3 separate regions of the Mus musculus genome follow, and all the other regions are linked to region 1. A link is a contact called in public Hi-C and HiChIP or PLAC-seq data. All regions are on one chromosome and are shown on one strand. Each heading gives the region's core, a stretch centred on a gene start, on an enhancer-like site or on the middle of the called end of the contact. The rest is flanking DNA. Distances are from core to core; before and after follow the strand shown.

Region 1 (4,777 bases), core at 1,174-3,673:
GAGACTTGATCGCACTGGTCCATGTATGGAAATAAGTCCACATGTATGTACTGAAATAGGCGAAAACAAGCTCTTTCAAGTTTTCTGCCACATACTTACCTAATCAGTTTAAAAAATGCTTTATATTTATTTTAAAAGCAAACTTCACATCTTGAAATAGATGTCCTCGGGCGGAGTTCAAGTCCAAACATCCATCTTTCAGAAAATCCTATCTTTGGAAAGCCCTCCAAGTCCGGAGCACACGCAGTGCACTATATCCTGTATTCTCATCAATCACAGGCATTCCTTCTATAATGCACTGATGGCAATGCTTCATGTTTATGTGTCACTGGGTATTTAAAATCCTATACGAGCCATAACTTAGTTGTATGGGGCTTGGATCTGGCACAGGTGCCATTAAACTCATTGGCAGTTTATAATTTGCTCAGTATCATATTGCCTGCTGAAATGGAGGTTCCAGGGTCCCAACTCTTCAGTCTTTGAAACGTCTATCAAATATCATTGAGCTTGGTTGAATGAGACTGAAAATTAAACTCAGTTGACATGTTACAGAAAGGACACTCCCAAGGACTTAGGTCTGGGATTTAGCCTTGCCAATAGCTGAGTATCCTTGGGCATGCTCATTCAGTTCCTCTGGGTCTCAGCCTGCCTCATAAAGCAAACAACAGAAAGAATATGGAAACCTTACCTCACAGGCAGCTGGAGAGATGAAATGGGATCAAGTATACTGAGGACATCTACACACGACTGAGATACACAAATGTAATGCTGATAGCCAATCAGATCACTTGGAAATGTTAAAAAGGATGCACTCATACAGAATATAGTTTTTCAAAGAGGACAAGGTAAAAAAAAAATTACACTGTTTGTAGGATGTGTGCAAATGTCCAGGTCCCTTCTCCTTTAGGTTCTGAGAGCTACCTGCCACAGCAGCGGGGCTCGCTGACTGCTGGTCCGAGGGAGGACAGCTAACAGTAAAGGTTTTCTTGTTTTTTTTTTTTTTTTTTTTTTTTTTTTTTCAGATAGTGTCCTATGAAGGATCCAGTCTGGCCTGGAACTCACTATGGAGCTCAGACTGATCTCAAACTTGAAGTACTCCTTCCTTAGAGATTACATATAGCTACATATGTAATTCCTGGGATTACATACACCTGTGGTCACTACACCTAGCTAAGGTCACCACCATCGATGCCAAGATCAGCATTATGTTCTAGTCCAAGGAAGCCATCCTAGTTCTAAGAAAAAATGGTTTAACTAAATTTTTACTTTTTACTATGCCAATTTACACTGAAAAAAGAAAAAGAAAAAGAAAAACTTCACCATTAGGTGGTTCAAGATCAAATGTAAAGGAGATAGCCTATCCTGTGATATTTAAATTTATCTGCATGTACACACAGAGGCAGTCATACATATTTTTATAAAGTCTTCCAAAGTTTTGGGAGTAGATAAGAACATGGATTCTACAACTAGAATTTATGTTTGGCTTCATAGATCAACTTGAGATAAAGGGTTGGAGTGACTTACACAGAAGAAGTGATAAATTGTTCCACTATTTTGGATGCTTGGGAGGAAAATGGCCTGCCCAGAGAGCAAGCTGAGTAGGTAGCACTTCCTTATCTCTGTATTTACACAGACAGGCTGAAGAATAATGGGTCAATCTGGTTTAAGGGCAAATGAAAACGAGAGAAGAAAGAGCAGAAGAGAGAGGAGAGGCACTGTGCTTTTAATTGGTTTATAACCGTGAAGCCGGTTACAACCCAAACATGGACTTGTGGAGATTTCCATAATAGGATTTCACATGATAGGTAGCTCATAAATCTTTATTATAGAGGCTGCAATGATGTTAATTTAGGCAGGAATATTATATTATTCTATGTACTACATAGTAGCCATTTTTCAAATATTAATAACTTGACTCCTTTAGATTAGAAAAATACCTCAAAATGATCTGACTTCAGATGATAAATTTCTAGCCCAAAAGTTATTCTGGAGAACAAACCACTCTTTCCAGAATAAATGGACAAAGTTTTTACTGCCAGTTTTTTTTTTTTTAAATTCCTTTACCTAATATTTTCTCTACTTGGGATCAACATAAACTTTTCAGCTTCACGTTTTCATCAATCTCTTTTGAACAGAATTCCCACTCTTTCCTTATAAGGCTAGCTGGCTTAAACAGGGGCATCTCAAGGAGCCCTCAGAAGAACTATTCCCACAGGGATCCTGGTCCCATCTCCCACGCTCTGAACCAACAGCAGAATGAGGAAAATTTCACATTCCTAACAAGAGAAAACTATGGGAAAGCCTTTTTAAAATGCTGCCAATTTGGGCAGATTCTGTGTTTGTCTACAGTCTCTCCAACTGAAGAACTGAGGGACTGCACCCCAGAGACACTAGAGGGAGCTACAATATCAGCATCCAAGCACAGAACACATTGCAGCAGAACAAAATCTAGCTGCTGAATGTGGGAAAAATATACCATGGTCTGTCTGTCTGTCTGCCTGCCTGCCTGTCTGTCTCTGTCTCTGAATCATCAGCGTTAGCGATGCCGAGTTCACTCAGTAAAGGGAGCACCAGATGAGAAGAGTAGAAGCTGGCTAGGAGTCCTCCCTGGGTGCAGGGGTTTCATGCTCACCAGCTCACCGGGCATGTCAGCTTGATCCCTCCTCCCAAGAAGGATCAGGGGACCATTACAATGGGTAGCTAGCTGATCTCTACACGACATAATGTACAGTTGCAAAAGCAGGGGCTTGAAGGGAAAATGGGTACATATTTGAGTTGGCAAAATACACACGGGAGGAGCAGTATCTTGTTGCTATTAACTAAGCAGACCAGCATGGCTGATGCTTCTACAGCACTGGCCACCGCTTGTCGGATGAAAGCCATCTGACAAGATTTCCAAATACAGGGTGGGGACACTTTAACCACTGACGAGTTATCTGCTGGGAAATGGAAAAACAAAAAAACAAAGCCAGAATCAGGGTCAGATTACCCTCTCTCAAGACCTTCTAAAACCCGGGTCAAACACACAATATGTACACAGCCTGGTCCCAGCAGGGGATCTGAGCTGGACAATGGCTCCTCACACACAATCTGAAAAGTTTAATTCCAAACATTCATTTCGTTCAGGGGCTCATTTTATGTGTTGCTCATGGCAACTGCTCTGCATACCTTTGAGGCAAATTTGTCATTATAAAGCATTTATGTTTGTAATAAGAATGTCAACCCAGACAGCTAACTTGTATAAAGTAGACTGTAGGGGGCCATGACTGCAAAGCCACAGTATGAGCAGCTGGGAAGGAAAAGACAGCACACGGCTATCATTACTGACCCTTCCAGAATGCCCTCACTGTCTGCTACCTGTAAAGTAGACCTTCCAGCCTGCTGCCCTTTGAATTTAAGATAAGAAACAGAGACAAGGGGGATGGGAGTGGCATGAGTATGATATGTAAGCTGGTCACTTACTATCTCTTGATTCTTTGTCCCAAAGGTGGCTTGAACTGCTAGTGTTCACTCGACATTCTGTTCCACTGCTGACCACATACCTGCATTTGTAAACCACATTTATGTCTCTGACTCTCACACTGTAAACACTGGCTGAATAATTTGTGTTGCCTTATCCTGTGAATTCCTAATATCCAGTACAATCAAACCTGAGCCCTTTGCACCCTCACTCTCTGGCCTTCTCTGTTCCTGGTGAATGGCTCCATTACCTGGCTCTGTTTCCTGTTTTCCAACATCAAGTTCACTCTGGACTTCTTTCCCATCTTTACTCCCTATGTCCAACTGATTTACAGCTCCTACTGATTTTATTCCTAAATATCTTCCAAATTGTCCTTTCTTCACTTCTACTGTTACCATTACTGCCTTCCTAGACTACCACAAAGGTTTTCCAATGGGACTCCTTGCTTCTCCTATGAATTCCCTTAAAAATAACTTTCACAGGGAGCAAAGGCATCTTTAAAAATATGCTATAACATACCTATTTAGATAACCTAGCAGTCTCTTTTCACAACTGTATTTCCTGCTCCTTTTCCATTCATTCCTACCATGGTGGTCTGTCTGTCTGTAGCCAGTCTTCCATGCCTGTTGTACCCTTTCTGTCTGGACATCTTTCTTACTATAGTTGGCTGATTTTTTGGGTCCACTTTAAGAACAGACACTTGTATCTCAGGGCCTAACAGAGAACAAGGCACACAGAACATGTTTAATTTACCTATACAAAACACCAAGAAAAAGCTACACTGAATCCAGGGTGGCTATATTGTTTATTTGCCCAGAGCAGCTAGAGTACATGAACAGCTTTCATGAAACAGATGGAAGTTGGCAAAATAATGGGGAGGGGGCAATAGCAGACAGACCTGAGTAATCAATGCTCATGACTGATCTGACTACACGATTGAGGAAAACTGGATCAATGCTAGCTGTCTGCTGAGTGGAGTCTGCCCTAGAGACTCACCAACTTTATACTGAACAGAACTACAGAACGACAAGGTCCTTCGTCATTCTACTCAATTTTCTATTCTTTTCCCCAAAGAAAGTAATAATTACAAAATGCAGGACTCTTCAAAAATAGCCTACATTAGCTTTTATTTTTCCATTATGGGCCCAGTGTGCCTTCAGCCTTCTTCCACTTTATCAGCAGGGAATCTCATTTCCTTCTCACACTACGAGTTTTACAGTGCCTCAGTGAGCCTTAAGTGAGATGGATATTGTAGGGAGTGAATTGTAGATGGACACAATGAGAAACACTGAAGAGCATATATGTTCTCCCATCTGG
Region 2 (4,777 bases), core at 839-3,338, 380 kb after region 1:
AGATAATAGTATGACAGTTTATGAAAATTTTCTGAGATAGGGGCTGGGAGTGCGACTCAGTTGGCAGAGCACTTGCTGAGCACGCTTGAAGCCCTGGGTTTGGTCTCACACAGCTTGAACCACACGTGGTGGCAAGCTTCTCTAATCCCAGGTGGCTGCAGGAGTGGGAGTTCAAGGTCATCTCTATAATGAGGTTGGAAACCAACCTGGGCCTACCTGAGACCCTGCTTCTAAAAGAACATCCAAAAGAAAATCCCAGAAGGAGAATGAGATGGCAATCTCTGAGCTGACATGCAGCCGGAACGTAGCTGTGCCTGACCTCCGCACCTTACAGATGCTGAGTGATGAGGCCAGGTGGCTCTCAGTGGTCTTCTATGACTCCCAGTGTTTCCCAGATCCCCCCTACCGGCCTCATACCTCAAAATCACCTCCCCTGACCCATGCTGCCCTGCTGACCTCTTCCCAGGCTGCACTCTGGCTAAGAGAAGCAGACACTGGGAGGCAGGGTCCTGGAACTACTGCGCTTCCTCCAAAAGAAGGGCCTGGACCCTCTGTTGCCCTTATATAACTGAGGGCTGAAAGTCTTTGCCAGCTCCTCCAAAAGAGCCTGGCAATGGAGAGGGAGGCCAGGAGGACTTTAATCACCATGGCTGTCACACCCTGAGCCAGCCACCCGCTCCTGCCTGCCCCTTGGGAGCTGAACTGTTGTCACATTTTCTTAGCCCTCGCTCCAATCTCTGCTTGCCCTTTCTCTGTGCTTGGCCATATATCATCCTTAAAGGTTGGTATGAACTGGAGGGAATGAGGCAGGAGGAGTTCTTGGGGATGTCCCCAGAAAGGAGGTTTACTTTGGCCCCAGTGCAGCTGTCTGGGGCTCCGATGAAGAAGGGTAAGTCTGGCCAGCTGCCCACCAGGCTGGGCCAGCTTAGTGTGATCATCACAAGCAGGTCACTGCCACCACTCTCACCCTGCTGCCTACCGTGCATTCTGCCTGCTTTGCTGGCTGAGGTCTCATTCTGTCCACCTTCAGACTCGTGCATTAACAATGGGCCCCAGTGGTGGAATGAGTCACCGAATCCCTCCTCTACCCCAAGCAGGATTCCGGGCACTTCCATGGATATCGTCTTGTTGCAAGACTCATCTTGTACTCCAAGGCTTTTCAGCATCTCCATTGGAATTGAAACCGAAGATCACAGTGGTCCAACCTGGCTTCACTACCTGCCTGACCAGACTGTCTTGGCTGTACAGCCATGTCCAAATTCTGGTCCTTGGTCCTATAACTGACAAGATAAGGGATAACCTTATCTTGAGGATCACAGGGGCAGAGGCTGAAGGGCTTCTTCATGCGTCTTTGCTGAAGCTTCCCTGCCCCCTGCCCAGAAGCCTTCTCTTTGGTTCTTCAGCTATGAAAAACCCCACATTCTCCTTCCCAGCCAGAACTCTTTTGAATTCCAGTTCTGTGTGGACTTTCTGCATTACTGTAAGTACAGGGAAAGGTGAGGCTGGGCCCCAGACAGATATATTAGTCCAGAAACCTCCAGGGGTGGCTGCACTCCTTTCTACCATCTTGGTCTCCGTGTAGACTTGTCTCCGGGCTCAGCAGGCTCAGCTTTGATGCCTCCAAGGTGCTTGTCAGTTATGTCTCAGGATCTGAGACATCTCTGCTCACTATTGTGATCCTAGATAGACCAGACCACAATAGTGAGTAGTTATGACCGTCTCCCACCACCCCCTTTTCCTTCTTTTCTTCCTCCCCTTCTTTCTTCTCTCCTTCCTCCCTTCCTTCCCTCCTTCCTTCCATCCTTTCTTCCTCCCTCCTTCCACTTCCTTCTTTTCCTGGCTCTGGCCTCTTGAATGTGAGACAAGCTCTTTACCACTTCTGCATCTTCTCACTGCTTGTTTAGAGAAAGGGTCTCACTAAGTTGCCTAAGCTGGACTTGCATTCACTCTGTAGCCCAGGCTGGCCTTGAACTTCCTATCTTCCGCACCATAGCCTCCTCTGTAACCGGTATCTTAGGCCTGTGCTGTCAGGCCCCAGCTCCTCTGGGATTTACAAAGGCAATGAGTCAATATGTTTGGTAATCCCACTTCTGTTTTCTGAAGGGAACAGGGTCATTTCCCTTCCTTAGTGCGTTGTGCCGGGCTTGGTTCTCATTGAGGGAGGGCCATGTTCGTGTTGGGGAAGTCTCCGGCATAGCCTTCTGTCAGATCACCATTCTGTGTGGCTCTCCGGCCACCTAGATCAGGCATGAGATGGACTGGACCTGGGTGACAGCCATTCTCTGTTCGCCTGCTTAGTTTATATGTGTTTCTACTGGCCAATAATGGTCTAAGGGTTCCTGACTTCTCTGAACACAGGGCTGCCCATGTAGAAGCCTACCATCCTCAGGTGCCAACAAAATGAGACCCAGAAGAAACTTTTATTTCTCTCCTAACAGCGAGTTCTGGGCTTGGAGAGGACCATGTAGTGGGGGGAGAATGTTCATGATGGGGCGGGCTCCTGGCAACAAGGTATCTCAGAGTCTGTGTCCTCCCTGGCAGCCCTGGGCAGGCTTGTCCCACTATACTATAGCTTTTGATGCTCAAGAGTCTAGAACGAACACTACTTAGACTCAAAGCCTACACTCCACCAATCAGCTAGTGACACCGGGCCTGCTCTAAGTCTGCTTCCCCATCTTTAAAATGGAGTTAAGAGCATCTAACTCCATAGGGAACTGGTGAGAATTTAATGGGTGGTGGAGTTGAAATCATGCATGCTATACCCAGGCAGTGCTCAGCACACATAGTTAGTGCCTTATACCTGTCTGGATTATTCAAGACCCTCAAACAAAGAGACAGGAGGGGACGGCTGGGCAGAAAAGACAGAGTCCCTCTTCTGCCACAGCTTGCTTTCCTCAGTTTCCCCTTCTCATGTGAAGGTGACCAGACTCTACTGGCCAGGGGCAGGGATGAGGTCTTGAGGGTATGTTCCTTCCTGAGATGCTTGGTCACACTTGGAGCCGCACACTAGCCTGACCTTCTGAGGAAGGTGACCTTGAGGGCCAAAAGGATGGAGTAAACCAGGCCAGTGAGGGGCTGATAGCAGGTAGATCCAGGAGCTGTGGCTCTGCCAGACCCTCTGAAATTCTGGTCTTAGCACCGCTGGAAATTCTTAAGCTGGGATTTCAGTTTAATTACGTATTGATTAAATGGAACAAAGGCAGGGGGCTCCGGGGAGCAGAGTCTGCGAGTGCCTGATGGAATTTCAAACGTGCGGTCCCTGCCCCACTCTCATCTCCAAGCTCTTCCTGCAGAAGAGGACTGACTCCCCACAGGCTCTGCTGGCTTCAGGGACACAGCCTGAGAAGAAGGGGAGCAGGTGGTCTTTGGCCACAAAGCATGGGGTTCACTTTCTGTCTCAGCTCTCAGCATCGACCGAATCCATGGGACTCCTTCCTGTGCTCAGCACTGCTCTCCAGAAGGTACTGCGTATCACGGGCACCTTGCTCTGTCTCCAAGCCACTAAAATCCGGTAGGAGTGTGAAAAGCAGCCTGGTTCCTGCTTGAGCTAAGGTTAGAAACCCTGGTGACCCTAGGGATGGCAGGCATTTTGCCTGGTTCCTAGACACTAGGTTCCTGACATGAGGCCACAGCTCTCCATAGATTTGTGGCCATCAGTCATATAAGGGCAACGCCCCAAGCCCCTCCACAGGTTGAGGATGTGATCACAGGTCACGTAGCCTCAAGACAGATCTCCATTTTAATGAGGTACCTAAAGGCCTGGAGGCTTAGACAATAAACTCCCCTTCTCAGACACTCCTCCATGCAAAAAGGTATTTAACCTCAGGCCAGCCCTGAGAACTGGAGTACTGTTTTATTCATCTACTTTCCACCATGACAGTAAATGTCTTAAAACCATGGACTGTCTCTTTTCATTGAGATCTGCTGTGGGGAGCAATGGAACAGGTCTACACCTAAAGAGCTGGCTGCCTAATCTGCAGAAGGTCTCTCAGTGCTCCCAGCCATGGCCTCCACCAAGCCAAGGACTCCTCCTGGAGGGACCCAGCCAGAGCTCTCCCCTTTTTTCCCCTTTGGCCCCAGGCCAGATCCAGCCTGTGGGGCCCCACTGAGTTCTCAGCTCTTCCGTGGCTCCCAGCGGTGCCTTGGGTAACCAAGAGCCTGAGAGCCAGAAGGCACCAGCCTCCCTGCAGGCCTGGAGACCCCAGAGCCATCTCCAGTGTCTCTGGAACCTCAGAATGTGCTCCCCCACCCCCGAAGCGGTGTCCCATGGCTTCCCATAGGCTGACACCCACCCAGTGCCAGCTTGGGGTAAGCGCAGTCAAAACTCCTGTGTCTGTTTCCCCAAGTGGAGCCCTGTGGTGGAGTGGATGCCAGACACCAAACCCTATAAAACCCCACACTGAAAAATATACCTAATTCTTATTTAACAAGATTGAATGGATGTCTGCTCAGTTCAGGTTCTTGTCTCGGTTCTGGAAGTGAGTCTGCTGATGTGTCTGCCCTTCCTTCCAGGAGCCTCAGTCTTATCTGGGGACCAAGCATAGTGTTTCTGCAAAGATGATATCTGACCGGAGTCTTTGGGGAAACAGAAGATAGGCGTTAAAGGCAGGGCTGTGGCACACAGGGGGAAGCCTTCCAAGGAGAGGAAATAGCCTGTGGGAAGAATCAAGACATAGGTGGTGGGGATACTTTATTGGGGAGGACGTTGGGTCAGGGAGGTAAACAAGCAGGTATGAGCAGAATACAAGAGGCCTGTGGTTGTCATTGTGCCATTGCC
Region 3 (4,777 bases), core at 1,612-4,111, 270 kb after region 1:
TGGAGAGATGGCTCAGTAATAAAAAGCACTGGCTGCTCTTTTAGAGGACCTGGGTTTAATTCCCAGCACCTACATGGTAACTCATAACTGTAACTCCAGTCTCAGGAGAGTTCTCTTCTGGCCTCTGCAAGCCCCAGGCACACACATGATACATGGACATACTTGCAAGCAAAAGATTCATACACATTAAAATAAGTTAAATTTTTTAAAAAGTTAAAAGTTGAGCTAGGCTTGGTGACACATGCCTTTAGTCCCAGCATTCAGGAGGCAAAGGCAGGCGGATTTCTGAGTTTGAAGCCAGCCTGGTCTACAAAGGGAGTTCCAGGACAGCCAGGGCTGTTACATAGAGAAACCTTGTTTTGAAAAACCAAAGGATGGTGGGTGGGTGGGTGGGTGGGTGGGTGGGTGGATGGATGGATGGATGGATGGATGGATGGATGGATGGATGGATAGATAGATAGATAGATAGATAGATAGATAGATAGATAGATAGATAGATGAATATAAAAGAAAGTAAAAAGTTAAATTAGATGCAGTAGAGTGACTGAAACTAAGTTTCTTGCATCTCAGTTAAGGACTGTGAACAGCACATGGAGTAAACTAGATGCTGTTGTAAGGAATCCTGCAGTGTCAATTTGATGCTAGTGAAGACAGATTTACCAGTTTCCATACAGTAAAGAAGCTGATTTTATTTCTAAATTGACTGAGATTCCCTAAGTCGTTGTTGCCTGGACAGGAGCAGCAGAGTGCATGCAGGAGCTGACGAATGCTCCTGGAAGCCATTCTGCAGAAGGCACTGCATCCTGGCTGATGATAATGAGAATGGTCTCAAGTAAAAGGCACTTGAGAGGTGCATGGCATATTTCTATGGCTCTGGCCCTGAGCCTTGCCCTAAATCACAGGCTGAAATAGATTGTGTTCAAAAAGCCCTCTGTTCTTTTCCCTGCCACTCGGTATACAGAATGGAAATCCAGAGTGAGGGGTACTCTTGTCTTCTCAGATCAAAAACCAGCCCACTAGACAGGAGAGCCAGTGAGTTTTACTCTCTTGAAAGTGTCTTTATTGCATGTGAAAACTGAGTAAAACAATAATTTTGTTTCTCCTTTAATTTATGAAAAATGACACTCAGGCTGAACAAATTAGACCCCTTCAATGAAGAGGTAATGGAATCCTTATGATTTTAATCCCTTGAGCAATCCTTAGAGCGCTTAAGTATATCCCAGCCCCCAGGAGGAGCCTCTCTGCCCAGTAATGTACTCAGTAATGGAGGAGTGCTGGTGGTTTTATTACCACTCTTCCTTTAAGCAGAAAGCCTCTGTTGCATTCAGAGCCTGAACAGTTTCATTTAATTGCTTTAATGTTTCTTATTTTGTACTCTAAGAATCTGTACCAAGGGGCAGTATATATTGCACCTGGCTGTTGCTAGCCTCTGCCCTTTCATAATAAGTTGGGTTTGGACTGTTCTGGCAAAGAATAGAATGGAATTACCATTCTGAGGAGAGTCAAGACCTGGAAAAAGGCCCTTTGTGCCATGGTAATGGGAGCCTTATCATTCTGAATGGGAAATACTGGGCCGCAGTGAGGTCACTGCGCAGCTGAGTAGTAAATTGAACAAGGCAAGAGAGCTAAAGTTACAAGGCACTGTCCTAAGTCACTTGTAGTTGTAGGATTGGACCTAATATGCGCTGTGCATGCTGGGGTTGTGTGGCTTGACTCGTCCTGTCACAACCAGGTGATGAAGTTCAAGCATGTAGTCAGCCTGCAAACTGTTCTAGAAGACGGATGCTTTCTTCCACTAGGAAAACAAAAAGATAGAGTAAAAATTCGGTGTTCTGAAATTAACTGTCTCTCAAGAAAACATAATTTTTCAGATTGCCATCTGTGTTTTAGAGAGATCTCACAAGCACTGATTATGGGTGTGAAGCATCAGCTTCCCATCTCAGTAGGCAGTTCCTACAGCTGGTCCTTTCCTAGGCAATCACCAGTGTGAGACACAGTTCTGCCTGTCAGGTTCCTCACAGCTGACCTGCTTAGCTCCTCCACTGGCCATCAACCCGTTGTTGTTGTTGTTGTTGTTGTTGTTGTTGTTGTTCAAAGATAAAAGTGGTAACAAATAGAAACTTTTTTTTTCTTTTGGGTGGAGGTTGGGGTGGGTGGGGAGGTCTCACTCTGTATTCCTGACTGATCTGAAACTCAGAGACCCACCAAAACCACCACACCTGGCAAAAGGGTCCATTTTATCCTTTGTGTTATACATTTTATCTCTTATCTTAAACCTGTTTCTATAGAACTGAATCCTGGGGGCTTTCTTTACTGTTTTCCTGTGGAGAGGTTTGGAATCTTCAGATTTCACAACAGTTCCTCACTTTGTACTCCTCTCTTTATGCAAGACTTTAAATACAAACACTTATAACTTATATCCATGATACCTTCAACTCCAAATTCATTACAAAAATGGGAGCCAAAGAAAGTTGAAATATTGGCTCTGCTCTTGGGGCTTGACGTTGGAAGTGTTCTACCCCCACCCCCACCCCCACCCCACAGTCTTTTGAAACTTTCTATCATAATGGTTCATGGATGGATTAATTGGGGCTTTACTAGTCTTTTCAGTCTCACATAATCCTTAGATACTTCTTATTTGTAGAGCCTGGCTATTTCTAGCTTCTTGGGTTTATTTGTTTTTCCTGTGTCTGAAGAAAAGTCTTCAAGAGCCCCAAAGATAAACTGCCCCTTGTAAACAGAGAGAAATATCAGCGGAATGCCATTATGATTGCTCACTGGCAGATCCGCTTAGAATTCTTATTCTCCACTCAGCAAATCTAGATTGCATACTCTTATCTCAGATAGGGCTTAAATGGGAAGCCAGTAGGAACAACTGGAAATACCCCTTTTTAAATTCCTAACCCAGCCATATGCACAACTCTCCACTGTTGACTATTCAAAGCTCAGGGCTAAGAAAAGGCTTCTGTTGTCTTCACTAGTGAAATGCATGTGGGTTTGTAGTCCTTCACTACCCAGCAGCCATTCACCTAAGAGATCTAATACTAACCGCTTCAGCTCTGTGACGTTCCATTCTAATGCGGTGAATACATTCCCCTCCCAGGCTCTCCTGGTCTGATTCCTGCTCACCAGCTATCTCTCTAAGGAAGACATGATCCTGTGTCTTGGGCAGTAGTATTTAATTTATCTTCTAAAAATTAACTCTTGTTCTTGATTCATAGAAAGAAACAGAGGTAAAGGAACGCTCTGTTTTTGATATCCCTATATTTACCGAAGAATTCCTGAACCACAGCAAAGGTGATTACTGCTATATTTTGTGTGTGTTTATGTGTGTGTTCCCTGGGTCTTTGACAGGGGATTTCATTGCTCAGGAGCACTGGCTGATAGCCCTCCTTAGGACTGGAGAAGACTCTGATGCAAAGAATGGCTGCTATTTCACCCTGTGGCCAGTAAGATAAAGCAAGGGCGATGCAACCAATGTTTCTTTGCTCTCTGGGTCAAAAGAGATAAATCTAAATCACTCATGCTGTGGCTTTTTGATAGGTAGCCTAGAACCGTCTATACAAATGAAAGTTTATAATCCAGAATACAAAGTAAGAAACTGCAAAGTTCAGAGGCCTGGAGAGATAGCTTAGTGGTTAAGAGCACTGGCACCTCTTCCAGAGGATGCAGGTTCCATTCCCAGCATCCACATGGCAATCTGTAATTCCAGTTCCATGGAATTTAATACACTTATCCTGGTCTCTGTGGGCACCAGGCACATATGTGGTACATAGATATACATACAGGCAAAATACCCATACACATAAAAATAAATTTAAAAAAATTTTTTAAAGAACAAAAGAAAAATTACAAACTGATCCCATCACAGGACACATAGGTAACCACAGCCATGCTTAGCCTGTCCCCCCAGATACCCCTGTGTACCCCTTCAGGCTTCTCACTGCAGGATTTTAAAAAGCAAAATCTAACTGAATGGTGGGAATTACCACTGTTTGTTGTAGTCTTGTGTATAGAATGTGTTGCTTTAAGAATTAAAATAGCTCTGGGGAGCCAGGCATATGGTTGTTGAAATTGCTATCTGGAGTGTCATAAAGAGACTTGGGAGATGAGGGGTAGCTAATGAGAGACAGCTAAGCAGAACTTCATAGAAGAGTCACAGGGACTCCTCAGACGCTCCTTCTCTTACCACCCATTCTGGGGGCCCCTGTGTCCTCAGCTCGTGAGGCAGAGCTCCGCCAGCTTCGTAAATCCAACATGGAGTTTGAAGAGAGGAACGCAGCCCTACAGAAGCACGTGGAGAGCATGCGCACAGCAGTGGAGAAGCTGGAGGTTGACGTGATCCAGGAGCGGAGCCGAAACACCGTCCTTCAGCAGCACCTGGAGACCCTGCGGCAGATGTTGACCAGCAGCTTCGCCAGCATGCCCTTGCCTGGTAATGTCATCCTCTCCGAAGTCAGTGGCCGGGAGAGTGGCGAGGACGGCGATGGGGTGCTGTTTACGTTAGTATTAATGTGGAGAAGCCGCAGTGTCTCCCAAGAGGAAAAGAGAAGGGGGAAAAAAAATCCTGTCAAGATTTTCAGTGCGGTCTGGGCATGTCTTAAATCCCAGCACTCAGGAGGCAGGGGCAGAAAGATATCTGTGAGTTCCAGACCAGCATGTCCCACCTAGAGAACTCCCTGACAGCCTGAGCTACATAGAGAGGTCCTCTGTCAAAAAACAAAACGAGCTAGGCATGGTGGTACACTTTTAATCTCAACACTTGGGATACAGAGGC

What was found. A called contact is a pair of places that touch in the nucleus more often than the background predicts. HiChIP or PLAC-seq counts read pairs in DNA pulled down with a chosen protein or histone mark.
Region 2: a contact with region 1 is called in a Hi-C map of bone marrow-derived macrophages, with 20 read pairs. The contact joins two enhancer-like sites. A contact is called at or near these places in 1 of 15 datasets of contacts at CTCF or cohesin (large pre-B cells), 6 of 484 Hi-C or Micro-C datasets (bone marrow-derived macrophages, cerebral cortex and cortical neurons), 9 of 115 datasets of contacts at active chromatin or transcription factors (T-cell acute lymphoblastic leukemia, embryonic basal ganglia, embryonic forebrain and 4 more) and 1 of 9 other capture datasets (embryonic stem cells).
Region 3: an H3K27ac HiChIP or PLAC-seq map of extraembryonic endoderm stem cells shows a contact between it and region 1, with 4 times the contacts expected there. The contact joins two enhancer-like sites. A contact is called at or near these places in 4 of 39 promoter capture datasets (embryonic stem cells, hippocampal neurons, liver and 1 more), 2 of 15 datasets of contacts at CTCF or cohesin (the NIH/3T3 cell line and large pre-B cells), 29 of 484 Hi-C or Micro-C datasets (the 3T3-L1 cell line, the C10 cell line, the CH12 cell line and 22 more) and 12 of 115 datasets of contacts at active chromatin or transcription factors (bone marrow-derived macrophages, cardiomyocytes, craniofacial prominence and 8 more).

What each region holds. Positions count from the first base shown.
Region 1 is chr9:56,211,143-56,215,919 of GRCm38.p6, forward strand. All of the region lies in intron 6 of Peak1 (pseudopodium-enriched atypical kinase 1), which reads right to left. Among named protein-coding and RNA genes, the nearest start is that of Peak1os, 28 kb to the right of the region's middle. Within about 2 kb of position 2,424, at least 65 of the 459 cell types and tissues checked have an H3K27ac peak or open chromatin away from gene starts, as enhancers often do. A contact at or near this core is called in bone marrow-derived macrophages and extraembryonic endoderm stem cells, where this site is marked.
Region 2 is chr9:56,590,778-56,595,554 of GRCm38.p6, forward strand. No RefSeq gene overlaps it. Among named protein-coding and RNA genes, the nearest start is that of Gm31529, 13 kb to the left of the region's middle. Within about 2 kb of position 2,089, at least 11 of the 459 cell types and tissues checked have an H3K27ac peak or open chromatin away from gene starts, as enhancers often do. A contact at or near this core is called in bone marrow-derived macrophages, where this site is marked.
Region 3 is chr9:56,484,395-56,489,171 of GRCm38.p6, forward strand. It overlaps Hmg20a (high mobility group 20A), which reads left to right. Exons shown (of 10, transcript NM_025812.3): 7 at 3,222-3,297; 8 at 4,220-4,435. Among named protein-coding and RNA genes, the nearest start is that of Hmg20a, 68 kb to the left of the region's middle. Within about 2 kb of position 2,862, at least 8 of the 459 cell types and tissues checked have an H3K27ac peak or open chromatin away from gene starts, as enhancers often do. A contact at or near this core is called in extraembryonic endoderm stem cells, where this site is marked.